Regions from separate parts of the Oryctolagus cuniculus genome. Here region 2 is linked to region 1. The links are chromatin contacts, called in public Hi-C maps. All regions are on one chromosome and are shown on one strand. The core of a region is the stretch at or near the end of the contact, and the rest is flanking DNA. Distances in the headings are between cores, read along the strand shown.

Evidence for each region. Hi-C and Micro-C count contacts between places; a contact is called where the count stands out from the background.
Region 2: a Hi-C map of liver shows a contact between it and region 1, with 8 times the contacts expected there. The contact joins two enhancer-like sites. A contact is called at or near these places in 2 of 6 Hi-C or Micro-C datasets (liver and an unstated tissue).

The regions. Positions count from the first base shown.
Region 1 is chr11:73,258,910-73,263,768 of mOryCun1.1, forward strand. All of the region lies in intron 6 of PTPRR (protein tyrosine phosphatase receptor type R), which reads right to left. Among named protein-coding and RNA genes, the nearest start is that of PTPRB, 80 kb to the left of the region's middle. Within about 2 kb of position 2,467, at least 2 of the 8 cell types and tissues checked have an H3K27ac peak or open chromatin away from gene starts, as enhancers often do.
Region 2 is chr11:73,554,882-73,559,738 of mOryCun1.1, forward strand. No RefSeq gene overlaps it. Among named protein-coding and RNA genes, the nearest start is that of PTPRR, 87 kb to the left of the region's middle. Within about 2 kb of position 1,675, at least 1 of the 8 cell types and tissues checked has an H3K27ac peak or open chromatin away from gene starts, as enhancers often do.

The DNA of each region.
Region 1 (4,859 bases), core at 1,217-3,716:
TTTAAGTAATCAGTATCTGGTTAGGACAGGAATCGCCCAGTATCCTGTGGAGGAAAACAGCTGACATGAACGCCATTCCAGCTTTCCCCCTCCTGACCGTGCTTTCTAATGTACTGCCAATCCGCCCCGGGCTGCCCCCCGATAAAGCGCGCAGCATTACGGGAACCCAGGGTACATGAATGCAAACTTGACAAAGCTGCCTGCCCCCAATCTTTTCCTGAAGACTATGTGTACAGTAAAATTGTGCTTTATCATAGAAATCCCTTTTCAGTACAAATTCTATTGGAACTTAAAGTCTCCCGGATGAAATCACGTTTTTGCTTTGCTAGGAGAGGAAGCAAGAGGGCTAAAAGTCAATTCTTCCATTAGAGTGAAAGCTGAAAAGGCTTACGTATCCAGATTCTATTGCTTCCATCTAACTCAAATCTTGATCATCACTAACCAAGAAAAGATAAAGGCATTTCTGCTGGATATCAGATAAGAATCTTTCAAAGGGCCATGGACTTGGGCGCTGCAAAGCCCTATGGAATGCTTTGCTTCATGAGCCAATTTGGTGGACCCTGTTGGGCCTGCCCTCTCTCAGGGAAGAAGGCCGGGGTGACTGTTAGCTTTAGGATCATTATATGGCTCTTTGCTTGTTTATTTGATTTGGCTTAAAATCTTCAAACAGCAACAAATGTCTCAAGTAGGATTTTTGAGGACAAAGAAAAAAAAAAAGCTACTTGAATGTCCTTGGAATGCAAACAAAAGCCCAAGCTACTGATGACCTGGAATGTCCCTCTGTGTGTGAGTGGCACACAGATGCCATCTACAGGGCACAGGGTGGCACCATCCACTCTACTCCCGCAAAAGCCATTGGCAGTATTTAATCTTAGAATGCTTCTAGTTATTTCTCCACTGGGGAAAAAAACAAAAAACAAAAACAAAAAAAAACACAAAAAAACACAGAATGCAGTCCAATTACCAACAGAAAGAGGGTGCGAATGGAGGAATTGTGGGGTGCCTTGGACATCCAGGGAGGCAGGAAATAAGATCAAAAGCTTTGGTGCCACATGGATCTGGGCTCCTGTCCTGTTTCTGCAGCTGATGTGCTCCGTGACCAAGGGCACTGATTTAAATGTTTGTGTCTCAATGACTTCATCAAGAAAGCTGAGATGTTGGATTGTACCTACTTGAAATGGATCTCAGGAGATACTATTACATCTCTGTAATGCATCTTCTACTGGCACAAAGCACTGCTCCATAAATGTTAGGTATGGGCATACATAGAACAAGGCTTTTCTAGTCCTTTTCTACATGGAGGCATAGTTCTTCTGGCACATTTTTCTTATTGGTATTAACATTATGCCATGGAATCATCTTCTATATTTAAATATGCTCAATAAATCATCTTACTTTCTCGTTCTCTTATCTTTGACCCCAAAAGCTTTTTCCACCTGGGTTCAGATTAAAGCTCAGATTTATATTCAATGGATAGGCTTTGCCATAGAGAGACATTCCATATAGTCATGCTTGCTATTCTAAACATGCAAAAGAGGTTTATTTCAAGTGCATGTCTTGTATAAAGTAGATCATCCAACAAAATGCACCTGCCATGCATTTCTGAAACAAATGCAGACATTTACCCATTGTTATTTCTAATGCTTAGCTGTCCTCTTATTTATGTGTAGCGCCTCCTAGAGCTCTCAGCTTTGTGAATTGAAATGATCCTAAGGAGACCAAGAGAACAATTTTGAGTAGAATGAGTCAGTCAACTTTGCACACAGTTAAATGGCTGCCCCCAAATGGCTAACTCATCTTTTCCTGCATAGCTTCTCACAAGGGGAACTTGCAATTGCCAATAGCAATTGGTAGCCATCTTGCTTGGGCATTCTCCTTCCTATGGCATACAGAACAGCAGGTGGGAAGAAGAGTGGGCACACAGCAGATTAGTCCTGGCCAAATAGACTGTCATGCAAATCAAAAGGCAAACTAAAATTTTTTTTCAAACTCCTTTGCTCCGAAATAAACTTATCTTTTAGTTTCATTTCCCACAAACTATTTTTTCCCCACTCAGTCCCATAAACTTTTTGAAGTCCTCTCATATGTGCAGAAAGGGAATCTTTGGCAGGGTTGGGGGAGTTGGGTGATTATCGGAGGTGGCAGGGTCGACAAGGACAGCAAGCCCTGTGAGAGCATGAGTGTGCTTACTGGTTCCTCAATGAGTCTATGGCTCACACAGACCCCAATTTTAAATGCATCCACATTTTGGTGTGGAAAATAGCAAGACATGAGAGCAAACTAGCAATTAGTTCTCCAGGGAACGGAGGCATGGATGAACAGTAGGCGGAGCTGTCTTCCATCCTTTGGGAATCTTGTCCTGGATATGGACCCACCACGACGCTTCCTCTCCCACCCACTTTCCTGCCTTCTTACCAGCACAACCCAGGGTACTTTTCGGTCCTGTGCCTAGGACTTGCAAAGACCTCGGGTGAATAAGAATGCTTTTCCTGTGTAAGAGCACAAGACATTTTAGGAACAGGAAAAGCCTATCCGGTCCAGCATACCTGCCCTTTTTCGGTTTATCTTAATCTCACCTTCCTGCAGTGTTACCTCCCTGCATCTTCCTATTCTGAGAAAAAAACATTTTCTTGTACATTTCTCATGATCTCTGTGGCCACTAGGCCTGAGAAAATCAGGAGTGCATTTTGTGCCATTATCTTTAGAACACATGCTTTCTGAAAACATTTGCAATGCTGGTAGACAGTTTGTCATTTTTCTTTTTCTGGAAGCATAGACCACGAGTTTGAAACAGGAAGCTCAGAAGAAGCGTGGCGTGGGGGATAAGGAGATTGTCTGGCTCGATTCAACACTCAGCTTTAATTATGAGTTAGCTGATTGGCCATGCTCTCTGTGTCAACGTTTCTCTCACAGGGTTCAGAGGTATGTTTATGTGGAATAGGGCTCATTAGGAGGGAAATATGCAGGTGGCCACAGATTAATCACAAACAGCAGAGACCTGTTAAAGAGCTTAGCATTCTCTGCGCCCTTCCTTGCCCCCTGTTTCACATTTCAAATCTGGAATTTACAATAGGGTGAGGTAAGCCACTCACCATCGTAAAGAAGGTGAAATATTTACTCAGCAGATGTTTCATTACTTAAGAAAATCCACATTTCAATTAAAAAGTCCAAAGCATTGGGCCTTCCATGCAGTCCTCAGGAGGAATTCTTGGCAGCACTTCTCTTGAGTGTCTCTGTTTTACGCACTGAATTTTTATTCTTCTAACTGTGCAGGTCAACAAATCACCGAGAAGACACCAAAACTGTCTGCCAGATGTCAGCCACTGATTCATTTGTCTTAAGTTCAGCCAAAAGGGAAGAAAATATGATGGGTGGAGCATGAACAGCAAACACAATCAACATCTGACCAACCAGGTTTCCTGTCACCTTGGGAACAAAATTGATTGGCACTGGTTTCCTGTGTACAAGTTGAAAACCAGTAGCAACAGCAGTAACAAGACTAAACAGCAGATAAGGGACTTGGGAATTTAATCAAGCCATGTCCCCAAAACTTAAGCTTGAAATGCTAAGCAGAAAAGTCCCAAGACACTTTGGGGGCATTTTTTATTCTTTTAAGCTATTTTGTATTTAAAGTAGATAGGTATCTTCTAAATTCTGCTATTCCTGGAAGTCTGAAATAACTTGAAACGAGCTAAGAATTTAAATTAATGTTAGGGGACCCTACATTTTACCCAAGACTCAATGTCTTCTTGTCTTTTAAAAAAATTTTTACTAATGCATTGGAGTGATTTTATTGGTTTCAGCTCTTTTGTTTGAGAGGTAGTCTTTCTATAAGGGTAATCTCAAATGCACATACAGATTAAATATAACAAATATACTTTGTAAACTAAACTTTCATGATGCAGGTTATAGGAGGCAAAAGAGAACAATGCATTGCTAATACCTACTTTCTGTTTGTGTCTAGATTCTTGTTATTTCTTTGTCACTGTAATCAGCATTAAACAGGGTTCTTATTGAAGAAGCACAATTTTAGCCCAGTGCAATTATATTTGCTTTTAGTGTGGATTCTGAAATTTTATTTCTTATTGCTTTGTTCAATTGTTTACAAATACATATTGAGCACTTAAGTATGTGGAGGCTCATTTATAAAGTAACAATTATAACAAATTAAATAGCATGGTTAATAAGGATTCTGTAGAATTCACAATGAGAGACCCCAAAAGACAGATATGTGAAGAAACAGAGATGAATTGTTGACAAATAATGAAGTAAGAGAGCATAAATATTTGCAAAAATATACTTCTTTGATAGTAAATTGGGAGTTGTAATAAATGGCCACTTCAACTGTGAGAGATTTTTTCAAAAAGTATTTCATATCCTCTCATTCTATTCTTCTAATTTCAGAATCACTCTCAAAATTTATTCACCTAACTGGGATGGGGAAGATCGGGCCTGCAGGCTCTATAAGGCCCACAAAATCATTTGGTCTGGCCCTGCCAAGGAAACTGTAGGAGGAACTTGATATTCGATAAATCCATAGCAGGCTAACTTTTAAGTTGACAATTTTGTACGGCTCATGATGTCACAAATATCCAATGGTTCTTGGAAGAAAAAACCTTCCCTATCCCTGATATATAAAAATATATAAACGGCAAAGTATTTCTTACACTGTGTTTCAGAATTCATGTTAGTTACTTCAGCTATTACTAGGAGTATAGCGATTAAGGGTAGATTATGGAGTTAGACTGCCTGGGGTTCAAATTCAGGGTTCTACCCATTAAGACTGTTTGATCTTGAGCAAATTATTTAACTTGTATATATGTCAGTTTTATCATCTGTAAAGTATGGATAAAACATGT
Region 2 (4,857 bases), core at 425-2,924, 300 kb after region 1:
TCTACTCAAGATTAATATACAAAATTCATATTCTAATAATTCAATGTGTATATTAAAATCCAAATTATTTTCATACTAACTACACACTGAGCTATCTGAAAGATTCAATCTACAGAATACACACACTCATATACACAAATTAACTATACATTTTGGTGGAACTTCTATAACTAAAATTATTTGATGACATGTAAGATATTATCTATGTTTTCATATTTTTACATATTTTCCTTTTTGTAAAGATTTATTTTTTTAATTTTTATTTATTTATTTAACAGGTAGAGTTATAGACAGTGAGAGAGAGAGACAGAGAGAAAGGTCTTCCTTCTGTTGGTTCACTCCCCAAATGGCCGCAACGGCTGGAACTGCGCTGATCCGAAGCCAGGAGCCAGGTGCCTCCTCCTGGTCTCCCATGCGGGTGCAGGGGCCCAAGCACTTGGGCCATCCTCCACTGCCTTTCCAGGCCACAGCAGAGAGCTGGACTGGAAGAGGAACAGCCGGGACTAGAACTGGCGCCCATTTGGGATGCTGGCTCCACAGTCAGAGGATTAACCAAGTGAGCCACGGCACCGGCCCTATTTATTTATTTGAAAGTCAGAGTTAGAGAGAGAGAGAGAGAGAGGGAGGAATTGACACAGAGAGGAAAGAGATCTTCCATCTGCTGGTTCACTACCCAAATGGCCACAATGGCCAGGACTGGGCCAGGTCAAAGCCAGGAGCCAGAAGCTTTATCTGGGCTTCCTACGTGAGTGCAGGGGTCCAAGCATTTCGGGCATCCTTCGCTGCTTTCCCAGGCACATTAGCAGGGAACTGGATCAGAAATGGGGCAACCAAGATATGAACTGGCATCCATATGGGATACTGGCACTGCAGACAGCGTTTAACCTGCTGTACCAGAGCATTGACCCCTACATATTTTCAAATATGAAGCCATCATTTTATAAGTTACTTTTCTCTATGTGTTTTTAGGCTGCTTCATGAGCATACAACCAGTCTCTAAAGGAAATCTCCATTAACTTTCTATGGAATAACTTTTCTTTTAACTTTTATTTAACAAATATAAATTTCCAAAGTACAGTTTATGGATTACAGTGGCTTTTTCCCCCCATAACTTCCCTCCCACCCACAACCCTCCCATCTCCCACTCTCTCTCCCATTTATGGAGTAACTTTTAACTACTCTAAAATATTTTCCTTCGGAGGAAAAAGTATCTTTAGGAAAGATACTGAGGCACAGAGTGAGGGATAAAAGTGACTGATCATGAGCAGTATGGAAGAAAATAAGCCCCTGCCCTTTACTCTTGAAAGATAGAAATGCTCACCAGGTCTAAATGAGGTTCAACTTTGAAATTGACTGATCAATTGGGATTACTCAGATAGAAGACTTTAAAGGTCAAACACTGAGTGTAAGCTTTTCATATTTAGAAGAAATTTGTATATCAATAAGGTAATATGAATTTAAAGTCTGTCAAGATTATATTGTGCTTGAAAGAACAAATATTTACTATGATGCAGAAACATTGAAAGGAAAGAATGCTGAGGAAACAAACTGTACAGGGCAAAAGAGTTGGGTTGTCTAAATTGATTATTCTTTTATACAGCTGCCTGACTTAGAATGTTCTAACATGAAGGAAATCTGGAACAGAAAACAAATTGCAGAAATGTGGGCCAGTTGGGAGAAAGTTGAGAATGGACAGGAAGTGAATTGGAGGAAACTAACTTGGCAGCAAGCTTGCTGTTGCAGGAGCAGCCAGATAGTTGAATGGACAAAGGCCAGATGGTTGAGCAAAGCCAAAAGTGATACAGGCAAAAGTGAGGACCAAGAAGAAGGAGTGTAATGGGTAAGATACAGCAGCAGGGGTCCATAGAGCAACCTTTTCTGTAGAAGTATCATATGCTAACTGATTGCGCCACTGGAGCTCCAATACATACAGCAACTTTTCTAAAAGAAAATGCACCAGGAGATAATCAAATCACAACCTGAACAGAGAAAAACTAGGATGAAATCAGGACCCAGACCACGTTCATATAAAATTCAAATCAATGCCAATCAACTACTACCCAACATTAATGCCCCTCTCCCTCTTATGCTAAATGTACTGTGCTGTTTATTCTTTTTCCATACACCTGCTAAACTTTCCCCACATTCCAATGTCTATTTGCCTTTCAAGGCACCCCTCCAGTATCACATTCCGAGAGGCAGGTGAGTTGAAATATGCTCTTCCAAAAGATTGTGTTCAAGTCTTAACCGTCTGTTACTTGTGAACACGATCTTCTGGGAATAGGGTCTTTGCAGATTTAATCAAGTTAAAATGAAATCCAACTGGATTAAAGTGGCCCCTAAACCAATGATTCAAGCCCCTGTAAGAAGACAGAGATTTAGACACACACACACACACACACACACACACACACACTGGTTTGAGGGACGCATAAATTGGAATTAAGCTACCACAAACCAAGGAACACCAAGAACTGCCTGCAACCATCAGAAGCAAAGAGAGAGGCATAGAATAGATTGTCCTTCTGAGTCCTCAAGTAGTAACCAGCCATGACGATACCTTGATTTCTTTTTCTTTCTTTCTTTCTTTTTTTACTCCAAGCTCCAGAACAATGAATGGATAAATTTCTATTGTTTTGAGGTAATCAGTTCATGGTACATGTTTCATACAGCCTTTCAAAGCAAATAAAACAATCATAATATTTCCTTTCTCTCTCTAATTTGACAGTATTAGTCATCCCCATAGGGTCTTATGAGTTTTTACATCTTAGAATGAAAGTTTATTGAGGGTCTACTGTGTAGCATTTTGCTAGATATTGAGAGAAAAAGAGAAACCAAGACCAAGAGGCAGATTTCATGAAATCTAGTGGGGAGACAGAAAAACAAGGAAATAGACACAAATTAAAAGCAGAAAGTTTAAAAGCTAGAGTGTAAAGGGAGAATGTAGGATGGCAATGCCTTTTAATTAATTATTTATTTTTGGAAGGTGACACGTAAGCCAAAAGCAAATTTGTCTGTGAGGCAACACTAAGAATTGGATTCTGAGCAAAACAGCATTTAGCTCCTTGAGAGAACTGACCAAAGTCCAGACTAGGAGTGGCAGTGCTATGAGATGATGGTCAAGAAACAGGCAATGGCCAGGACCTGCAGGGTTCTGCTACTCTTTTTTAATCACTCTGGTTGCTACAAAATAGATGAGGTTGCGTTGTCAAGAGAAGTGTTAGGAGCAGATAGGAGATTGTAGCAGTCATCCAGGAGAGATAAGTGTGTCTTTGACGAAGGTGAAGGTAGTGGCAATGGAGAGATGGGGATAGATCGTAGATACACCTTGGAGTAGAATCAGTAGGAGTTGCTGATACACCTTATTTTTAGTTCACTGCTTATGTTTCTACCTTCTCTATTTTAATGCTGGGATCACCAGAATCATCTTTTCATTTTTGACACTTAGCATACAGCTTAGTAATTATCTGATGGAATGCACACATGTGAAACAGACCCCTTACTTTGGATCATGTAGGAGTGGTTTGTGTTTATAAGAGCCAAGAAGCCAGATACACACCCATAAAATTCAGGTTATCCAGTTAATTACAGGTTGACAGTAGTTGTATACTGAACCAACTATGTCCAGGCCCTAAGTGGATGACTCTGTTATAATCACAGAACCACAGAAAATCACCTGAAGTGAGGCCATCTAATTTTGGGTGAAAGGAGAAAGGTCCAGTATTTGTTATTTCTCAAGTAATTTTCGTTTCCCACTGTGATGGTTTGTATCAGAGGGATCTTATTCAGTTTCTCTTTAAATGGCTCCTTGTAGAAGGAGTTTCTCATAGATAGTTAGTTGATCCTGTTTGTACTGCCTGCTTGTTAAAACAGAGTAAGTGTTTCAGGGTCATTGTTAATAGAATCTGCAGCAAGCTCTTAGCTGGAGAGCACAAACCCATGCTAATCGATTGATAGCTCTTAGCTCTAATACAGTGTGTCGATGATCTCTAATGACCAAGAGTGGTGAAAACCATGATGCGACAGCTCCTGTATACATTCTGCACATAGCATTAGAATAGTCTCTAGGCTTCTGCTGTGATTCCTAATAAGTCAAAAAGATGTGCAAAGCCTTAAAGTGCAGGATAATGAATCACTGTGTGGAAGGGAGCTTTTTAAGTGGACCTTCCTGGGTTTAATTATTTTTCTTAGGGTAGAAGTCACAGCAGGCAGCTCAGTCCAGATCTAGTCTGCTCCTATGCTTTGCTCCCAAAAAACAAACCTTGCATAATAATACGCATTTAAAAGTTATAAAATGACACCTAAAATTTGGGTTTTTTATTTCTTTTGAAAGTAAAAATAGAATCTCTAACAACATTGGGTCTGTGTGCACTCTGGTTGAGAGATGAGTAGAAATCACTCCTTTTGCACAGGCTAGGCTGCCTGTGCCATGAAGTCCCTGTAGGCCCACTTCACTCATTCCCATCTCTTGCCTGGGGCCTCTGTGCTTTTGTGTCTGCAACCCCTGGGCTCGGGTCATTGCAAGCTTCAGGAGCTACTGAAGCTGATAAATAGTCTAGGGCACACCAGGGTTATGGGTGAAAGACAGAAGAGGGCACTGCAAATAGCCCAAGCCAGAACACAGACATAAGGGTTTTCAGCTTCCCAAAGAGCATGCTTGTCATTATTCTCGGTTGTTTCAAGCTGACATGTGGGGATCTGCCTCCCTCTACAGATGTCCCTGAAGAAGCCAAGTCCTGTGTGGCTACAGCACTGCAACTGTTTTTAAACTCAGCTTCCAGCTTCCTGCTGACAATATCAGAGTACCTCAGAAAGTTCATAGGAAATTAGTATTATGAAAACACTGTGCATGAATTC